Linked DNA regions of Urocitellus parryii: region 2 is linked to region 1. Evidence: chromatin contacts called from public Hi-C data. All regions are on one chromosome and are shown on one strand. Each heading gives the region's core, a stretch centred on a gene start, on an enhancer-like site or on the middle of the called end of the contact. The rest is flanking DNA. Distances are from core to core; before and after follow the strand shown. Region 1 holds the start of Nemf (nuclear export mediator factor). Region 2 holds the start of Sos2 (SOS Ras/Rho guanine nucleotide exchange factor 2).

Region 1 (4,280 bases), core at 542-3,041:
CATAGAAAGCCAACAATGTCAGGATACTGGGTATGAATTCAGAAATTAGAGCATCATATCAGGTGAAATAACTAATGAAAATGTCTAGCATGCTACAGCGGTACACACCTGTAATCCCAGCAGTTTAGGAGGCTGAAACGGGAGAATGGCAAGTTCAAAGCCAGCCTCAGCAAGGCAAGGCACTAAGCAACTGAATGAGATCCTGTCTCTAAATAAAATACAAAACAGGGCTGGGGATGTGGCTCAGTAGTTGAGTACCCCTGACTTCAATCTTAGTACCCTCCTAAAATAAGAAAATTAATGTTGTCTAAGAGAATTGTTTTGAAGGAGAGAGGAGGAGTACAGTTAAGGGGCTATACAGTTGGTTGGGATAAAGACTGAACTGGAACTTGATTGTGGAAACAGAAAAAAGACTTGTAAGATAACAGGGAGAAATCAATAAACACCTACTTTATTCATCCCATTACCTATTAACTATTCCCTCTACCTTTATCTGTGTTTTATTCATAACAGCATAGAAAACCCAAACAGTTTAAAAACTCAATTGTTAGTTATCAAGTCCTTAAAATTTAGCTCCCAACATAACTTAAAATTTACCTTCATGGCAAAACTAGATGGCATCATATTCTTTGGCCATTCAAATTCTGTTGTGTGAATCCGTATGCCAGATTCAAGTAAAAGTGTTGCTTTAAAGTCTGGTCTATAGAAGAAAAAAGGTCAAATTTTTAAGGGAATTTGCCAAAGTTTACTCTATAAAACAGATTTAAAATGTGGATAAGAAAATCAAAAATCTCATAATTACCAAAGAGAAAACAAACCTATAAAATTTTCTTACTTTTGAAGACGAATAAGATATGTCTTATTATCCACATCATAAACATTGTTTACTCTCATTCCTAGCAAGCTGAAAAGACAAAAGAAACATGTAACAAAACACACTATTGTTTGAAACATAAAACTACGCACAGTTTAATTAAAGCTGCAAAACAGGAACTCTTCAGCTTTATCAAAGTGGGAGTCCAGAGACCATTAAGGCATTCTGTCCGAAACTTAAAGCGTAACCACTTAAGCACAGAAGTGGTCTGTCAGCCCTGGGAACATCATAAAATGCCTCGCGTCTTTGAAATAACTCACTCCTTTGGGGCGGGGGGTATAGTAAAATGTAACCAATTTATGACAAAAAGAGAAAAAAGACAAACGAGGCCCCCGGAAGTATGACAAAGGTCACTCAGATGAATAATACGAAACAAGACCAGAATCCAGGTCTCAGTCCATATCTGCCAATGCCAGTTGAAACAGCAAGGTTAGCTTTCTCTGGCGTGAGGGCTGTTGAGGAAACCAGGCCTCCGGTCTGGAAACCAAAAACAGAGGACCAACTGGCGTCTCCGGTTATTCCAAACATTTGCTGCCAGACCAGGGTCGACAAGGCGAGAGCGCCGCAATTGCGGGACAAAAACAGGGCGCAGAGGGCTGGAGAAGGGGTCCGCGGTCCCTGGGGCCTCCCGGGTGTCCTGAGGGCAGCAGCAAAGACGCCACGCGCAAGCCCACCCGGGCCTAACCAGGTCCACAGAACAGACTGGAAGGCAATAAGGGGACACATCAGGCTGGTCTTGTTTTCAACGTGGGGCCCCTGATCTGCTTCCTGCAGTTCTAGCAGGAGCCTAGCCACCTACAGGACCGTACCTAGCATTCAGCTCCGCCAATACGGCACGGAGGTCAATCGTGCTAAAGCGCGTCTTCATGGCGAGGCGTTGAGTGTCGCTACCGCAGTTTTCTCCGCTGCCAGCCTGACTCGACGCCGCTACTCTTCCGCGCAGGCGCACTTGAAGGAGACCTACGGTCGCCCTGAGGATCCAATATTCATTGAAGGGAACCCGTTTGCGTATTTGTCTGAAGAATTAACTATTAAATTACAATCGACTCGCTTTTTGTTACACCAAGACAATTCGAAATAAATAGATACAAACTGTTCTCATAAATCTGCATCCCTTCCTCGAACATTTACGGGCCACTCTGGTTACCCTGTCCCCTGGTTTGGGAACTCAATCCAGCCTCCATAGTGACTCCTGCTGGTCATAACAATTTTTAAGGGGAATATCGGGAGAATTCCCCCCGGTAGACGATAGGGCTCAGTATAGAAGAGCAATGACCCTGGATTACTTAAACGTGTCGAATTTGTAAATGTAAGGAAGCCGAACTGTTTCATTCATCCTAAAATTGTCTTCCATGATCGAGGAGAAGCCTGAAAGAGAAGTTACTATTTTCATGGGTACTGCTCTGCGACAGAGCATTTTGCCTCATCCAACCCTGGTCTCGGTATCCCCGAGACTCGGTGTAGAATCTGGTATACAACTGGGGCTTCATGAATTCTCGTTACCCTGAATAGTCAAGTGTTTCACTAGATAATGATGAAGTAAGATAAACCTAAAAATAAGATTTCTCACTTTGTGGGGGATGGAGGATGAAACAATGTGTGAAATTAATAGTCATGCAAAAAAAAAAATATAAATAGGCAAGTTTTGGTTGTCTTAGGGTAAATTCATGGGAAGAAAGACCACTTTAATTGAGAACTCAAAAGACCCTGGGTCTCACTATGTTGCCTAAGTTGAGCCGCAGTTGCTATTGACCACTGCAATCCCACTGTTGATCAGCACAGGAGTTTTTATTTGTTTATTTTGTTCCTGGTGATTGAACTTAACCACTGAACCGCATCCCCAGCCCATTTGATTCCCCCCAGACAGGGTTTCCCTAAATTGTTCAGGGCCTTGCTAAGTTGCTGAGGCTGGCTTTGAACTTGCAATCCTCCTGCTCCAGAGTCGCTGGGTTACAGGTGTTTCTGACTTGCGATGGTTCACCTCCTTAGGCAACCTGAGGGCCCCCAGCTCCTGGGCGGTCACCATGCATAGCGCACAACTCCTGGGGTAAAAAGATACCTCTGCCCTAGCCTCCAGGCATAGAGCAGAAAGCGCCTGGGCTGAGTCTGAGGGCCACACATCTCCGCAACTAGACTCCCTACCCTTAGAAAGTGACACTTAAGATGAAAGGGTGTGGTATAGATTCAGAATAACCCAAGAATTATAGTTGCGAAAGGGGCTACAGTACATATGGCACAACATAACTTTGTCATATGGCACAATATAACTTTGTCATATGGTACAGTAAGCCAAACAGAATTCTCACAATTTGTAATAAACCTTTGGAAGGTTTAAGAAAGATGAAGCTGAGATGATCCCAGTTCAAAGTGCCAAATTGAGAGGACTAATTGTACATAAAAGATACTAAGTTTACCAAGTTTGTTGGCCTGAAGTCCTTCCCAAACAAAAAACTTTTTTCTTTGGAAAAAAAAGCGCCCATGAAAGACTCCATGTTAAAAGAGAAAACACTCATGTGCTTCTTTAAAAATAAAAACTGGGATTGGGATGTAGCTCAGTACTCCACTGCCCACCCTCCCAAAATGAAGCACCTTATTACAAAACTCTCACCTTAGGACCCAAGACAGTAAGACAGATGTAAGATATCTGTTTAAGTTTTACATGGGAAAATTGACAATTGACAATTTACACAGGACATTGCTTATTGCTTCCATGTCCGTCAAGAAAAATTGGCATTAAAAGGTATGTGCAAGACTGTCTATAAGAGTAGATCAAGATAAATGTAAAGATCACAAGAAAACTTCATTATTTAGTACTGAATTGCATCGTTTCTATTTTTTATTCATTTCTCAGAAAATTATGAACCAAGGATGATTGAGGATTTGTGGGTAAATGAAAAGCTAACAGGAGATAGGCATGTCATCTTCAAATTGTCAAAGTGAATAGTTACTTGACCCAACAAAAAGTTTGTAGGAAATTATTAATAGACCAGTTATAGGCACCTAGAGCTGTGATTCTCACACTTAAGTGTTCATTCAAAAATTCCTGGTATCATACCCAGAGTTTCTGATTCCTTAACTTTGGCTCAGAGTATGTACATTTTCAACTGTGAAGATGAAAGGAACTTGTGACCTACAGGTATAAATTCTATGAATATTTATATGCTCTTGGAGATTCACTAACCTCTAGACAAACAAAGACCACTGGGGTTTTTTCACAAAAAACAAGACATTTATTATTCTCACTTTCTACTCAACTTAGAGAAATGTTCACTGCCTATTCTCAGATGTTTTCATAATTGAGGTGAGTTCCATAACATATAATTCACCATCTTACCCATTTTAAAATGTACAATTCAGAAACTATTGAAATATTCACAGTGTTGTTAAACTGCCTCCATTATCTAGT
Region 2 (4,019 bases), core at 854-3,353, 310 kb after region 1:
AGTAGGCACTATGAAACTGCATGTCACAATGTTCCAGATACTGTAATAATAGATATAATCTGAATCACTTTCACCAAAAATTTTCCAGAGATATAAAAAATGATTCCATGGGAATGTATCTCAATTCTATAACACTGATTTAATAAATTAATAGAAATTGTTTTTATAATTCACCACAAAAGGCCAAATTTTCTTAGTAATTTTATAAGCAAAGGATATACCACAATTGTTGAATACAACAATACAGTATCTACAAGGCACCTAGAAAACAAGCACAACATTTAAATGCTAAGTAATAGGACCAAGGCAATGTACCAGGCTTAGATGCTAGTCCTGGTTTTGTTCTAACCTAGCCTGAAAAAAATAAATCTGAAATTGTACATGAGGATTATTAGAATCAAAGTTACCTACACTTAAAATACTATTTGCTACCACAAAGTACTAATGAGCATATACTTGCTTCATTCTGCCAACAATATAGGCCTACCTGGTAACTTCACTCACACTTCATGGTAGAAGGGCTAATTACTATCTAAGCATTTCCTCCTTTGCTTTTAATTCAGGCCAGAGTTCATTATCATCATTCAGCACACTTCCAAATTCATTCTCTCTCCTTACAGAATTGGGCTACGCATGGAAGAAGGTCAATTTAATACTTTAGAATCCAGCACACCAATGAAATGACAGTCATTCCACCAAGTGTTTTAAAAAGCCACGACTTGGTGTTTGCCCTAAGGGAAGAAATGTCTACTTTTAAGAATCATGAAATTAGAAAATCTGAAATTCTGAATGCATGAAGAAAACGTTTTTACCTTTAAATGCACTACTGCCTTTCATTTCTAGGAATTTAATGTATAAAGAATTATATTCAAGTGTAGTCTTTTTTCTTTTTCTTTTTTTCCTCGTGGTGCTGGGATCCTGTGCATGGGAGGCAAACAGTCTATCAACTGAGCTATATCCCCAGCCCCCAAGTGCAATCTTTTAAAATTGTTTTTTCTTTATTATTTTTACAATTTATTCTTGGTTATTTTACATGAAAGACAAGGGACTAAGTCTGTATCAACAGTAAAGGAAGCCCATGTTAGTGAGCCTGACAAGTAATCATGAACCCATATACAGTCTTTGAATTTGTCTTGACCTCACAAGATAATTTATTATGAAAATGACAGTATAATTATTACCTAAGTTCACAGAGGAAGACTGACACCACGAACAGGAGAGAAGCATCCTAACAATACGCCCAAACTTGAAAGATCGATTTGTATGAGCTGTCCCCTTTTTTGTTCCTTAATGTGATTCCACATTCGAAATTGTACCCAGAAAAGAAACTATCCAAATTGGATAAGAAAAATATCTGTATTAAGGCAAGACGTCTTTTGCTGGAAGTGGGGAGGTGCTTTAGATTCACCTCAAGAATTGTAAAATGAGTATTATGATTCACTGACACTTCACACATGTGAAACATTCATATTACAAAAAAGAAAAAGCAATGCCTTATAAGCGAGTGGACAACCTTGACAAGCAAATTGCCTGGGGGGAACACCCCCAAAGAATTCAATTAAAAGTAATTACCCGACCTGAAAATGAGCTTTTGTTTTAGAAACTGTCTAAATATCAGCGGTACTTTCTCTTGCCCGAATCCTGCCTGAGGACAACAAATTGGTCAACGGCGGAAGTTGTCTGACGAAATGACTGCAACATGAAATCCAGTTTTATGATCATAACAAAACCTTCCTTCCGGGACCCAGCCAAAAAAGAAAAAAAATTTGAGAAAACGTCCTTCAGGATGCAACAGGCAATTATGAGTTCCCTGTCGCCAGGCAGAGAGACACTGTTTGGCCTCGGGACCCCAGTGCTGGGAGAACAAGCTGCTCCCCGTTAGAACTTCGGGGGACCGGGCCCGGCACCCCGCCCGCCGTCCGGCCCCTCCCAGGGCCCTGGCGGCCACCCCCGCCTCAGAACTGACCTTCCGCAGGGCCGAGACCAGCAGTCCCCGCCATTTCGGGCTGTTCTCTTCGCTGAAGAACTCGTACGGCTGCGGCGCCTGCTGCATGGCCCCGGCTGCAGAGCCTCCGCATCGGGGGCGGCCCGCGGGCCGAACCGGGCCGGGCCGGTGGCCTGACAGGCAGGGCGCGGGCCGCCTCGCCTCGCCGGCGGCCGCCGCCTCCCGCCCGGGCCGCGGCTACGGCCGAGGCGGCTCGGGGGCGGCGCCGGCGGGCGGGCGGCGGCCCCGGGGGCGGCTTCCTTGGCCCGGCTGGCCCTCGCCTCGCGCAGCGCCCGCTAAGGAAGCGCGGTGGCCGCGAACTCCGGCCACCCCAGGCAGCGACCTCCTTTCTCACGGCGCTGGCCCGCTCCTACGGCGGCTCCTCCTTTGTCTGAGTTCGCAGCCCGGCGAGGGTACAGCTGGCTTTGCCTCCGCCCTGACTCCCGCTACGGCAGCGGCGGGCTGAGAGCGGCGGCAGCAGCTCCTCTCCTCATCCCCGCCCTCCCGACAGGCAACGCCGCCGGCCCGAGTCACCCCCAGAGGGCCCAGGGGACCGACGGGGCGTGCGCGGCGAAAGAGCGAGCCCCACTCGGACGTACAGAGCTGGCCGCTGCAGCCGCCCCTTCAGCAGCCGCGCAGAGCGCCTCGGGCCACAGCCGAGCTCCGGGTCGCACCAGCCGCGGCTCGGCCCGCCCCCTCGGCCGGGCGCTCATTATCCGGAGCTGCCGGAGAGGTCCGGCACGGAGCATGCGCGCCACGGAGCCAAGGCGCCGGCTAGGCGCTGGGGCGCGGGGGATCCTGGAGTCCGCCTCTCCTGGGAACTTTACAAGGGGTCTGTTCCAGACTTACTCCCCAATTTATTGATTGATTTTTACGCACACACTTCTTCCTCTAGACCTTCCCAAGACAATCCCGACACAGTGCCACCCTTGGCGAGCCTCCAGCCGCAGGACTGCAGTCGTGGGAGGCAGTTAGTATAGGGATTTGTAGAGAACAGCGCATCTGAACTAGCAAGATACTTAGTGTATTAATGCTCTACATGGCTCCTTGGTATATAGGAGATAATTATCCCCACAACACTGTCGAGTGGTATTGTAGGGCGCAGAAATCCCTTTGCACACTGTTTAGGGCCAGAAAAAGTTCACTGTCAAGAGAACTTGAATTTAAAGATCCTTCACTTAACCCATGTGTGTTCACAAAAATCAAATCATTTTCATAAAACTTTCTGATGATTTTTTTGTAACTCGTTACCTATAAGGTTCTCTAAGTTGAGGAAACAAATTCTAGAACCTCTGTCAAAAATTTCACCCCACTAACGATGCTGAGCACATGGCTTTTAACAGGTTGTAAAGAATAAAGGCATGTACTACTCCCTTTACCCAGCCACCAGCAGCAAGGGAAAGGAAGAACGAGGTGAAAAAAAATTAGCCCATGGAACATTTCACTTCCAGAATCAGTAATTGAGAAATTATCTTTCCCAAAACACGCACCGTTTCATGATCTTGGCAAAACAAAACAGGCAGGCATTTGTCTAATCCAAGTATCCACTGAGTCAGAATGCCCTGCAATAAATGTCCATGTGCACGTTGCCATGTACTTGGGATAAAGACGGGATAGTGCAAGGCTTGTATTTCTCCAACTAATCTTTCAGTCAGTAAAGGTGAAGACTTTGTCTTCTATAAAGTGTTCTTACTTTTCTCCCCTATTCCCAGACCCAAGCCATAAACTACTAACTGTCAAATTGCTAGATTGGTACCATACTTTCTCATAAGAGAATAATGTTGTTGGTGGGAAGTTTTATTCTTGTCCAAGGATATCAGAGGTCTCCTCTGGGCCAAATCTGGCCTGAAGACACATTTTGTTTAGTCATGGCTGTATTTAAATCTTTAAAATTGTTGTTACCATTTTAAAATTCAAGAGATTACATATAAAAATCTACATTTCCAGATTCTCTTGACAAAATCAGGCAATGCTGGGCGTACTGCCTTTGTGCAAGGGAATAATCAGCAGGCTCTGGGTAGTGGCTGCCCTCTTT

What was found. Hi-C and Micro-C count contacts between places; a contact is called where the count stands out from the background.
Region 2: a contact with region 1 is called in a Hi-C map of muscle, with 3 times the contacts expected there. The contact joins the promoter of Sos2 here to the promoter of Nemf in region 1. A contact is called at or near these places in 2 of 2 Hi-C or Micro-C datasets (liver and muscle).

Annotation. Positions count from the first base shown.
Region 1 is chr6:60,136,993-60,141,272 of mUroPar1.hap1, forward strand. Nemf (nuclear export mediator factor) reads right to left here and starts at 1,792. Exons shown (of 33, transcript XM_077800246.1): 1 at 1,684-1,792; 2 at 836-904; 3 at 598-700. The coding sequence starts at 1,742.
Region 2 is chr6:60,451,591-60,455,609 of mUroPar1.hap1, forward strand. Sos2 (SOS Ras/Rho guanine nucleotide exchange factor 2) reads right to left here and starts at 2,104. Exons shown (of 23, transcript XM_026391068.2): 1 at 1,967-2,104. The coding sequence starts at 2,053.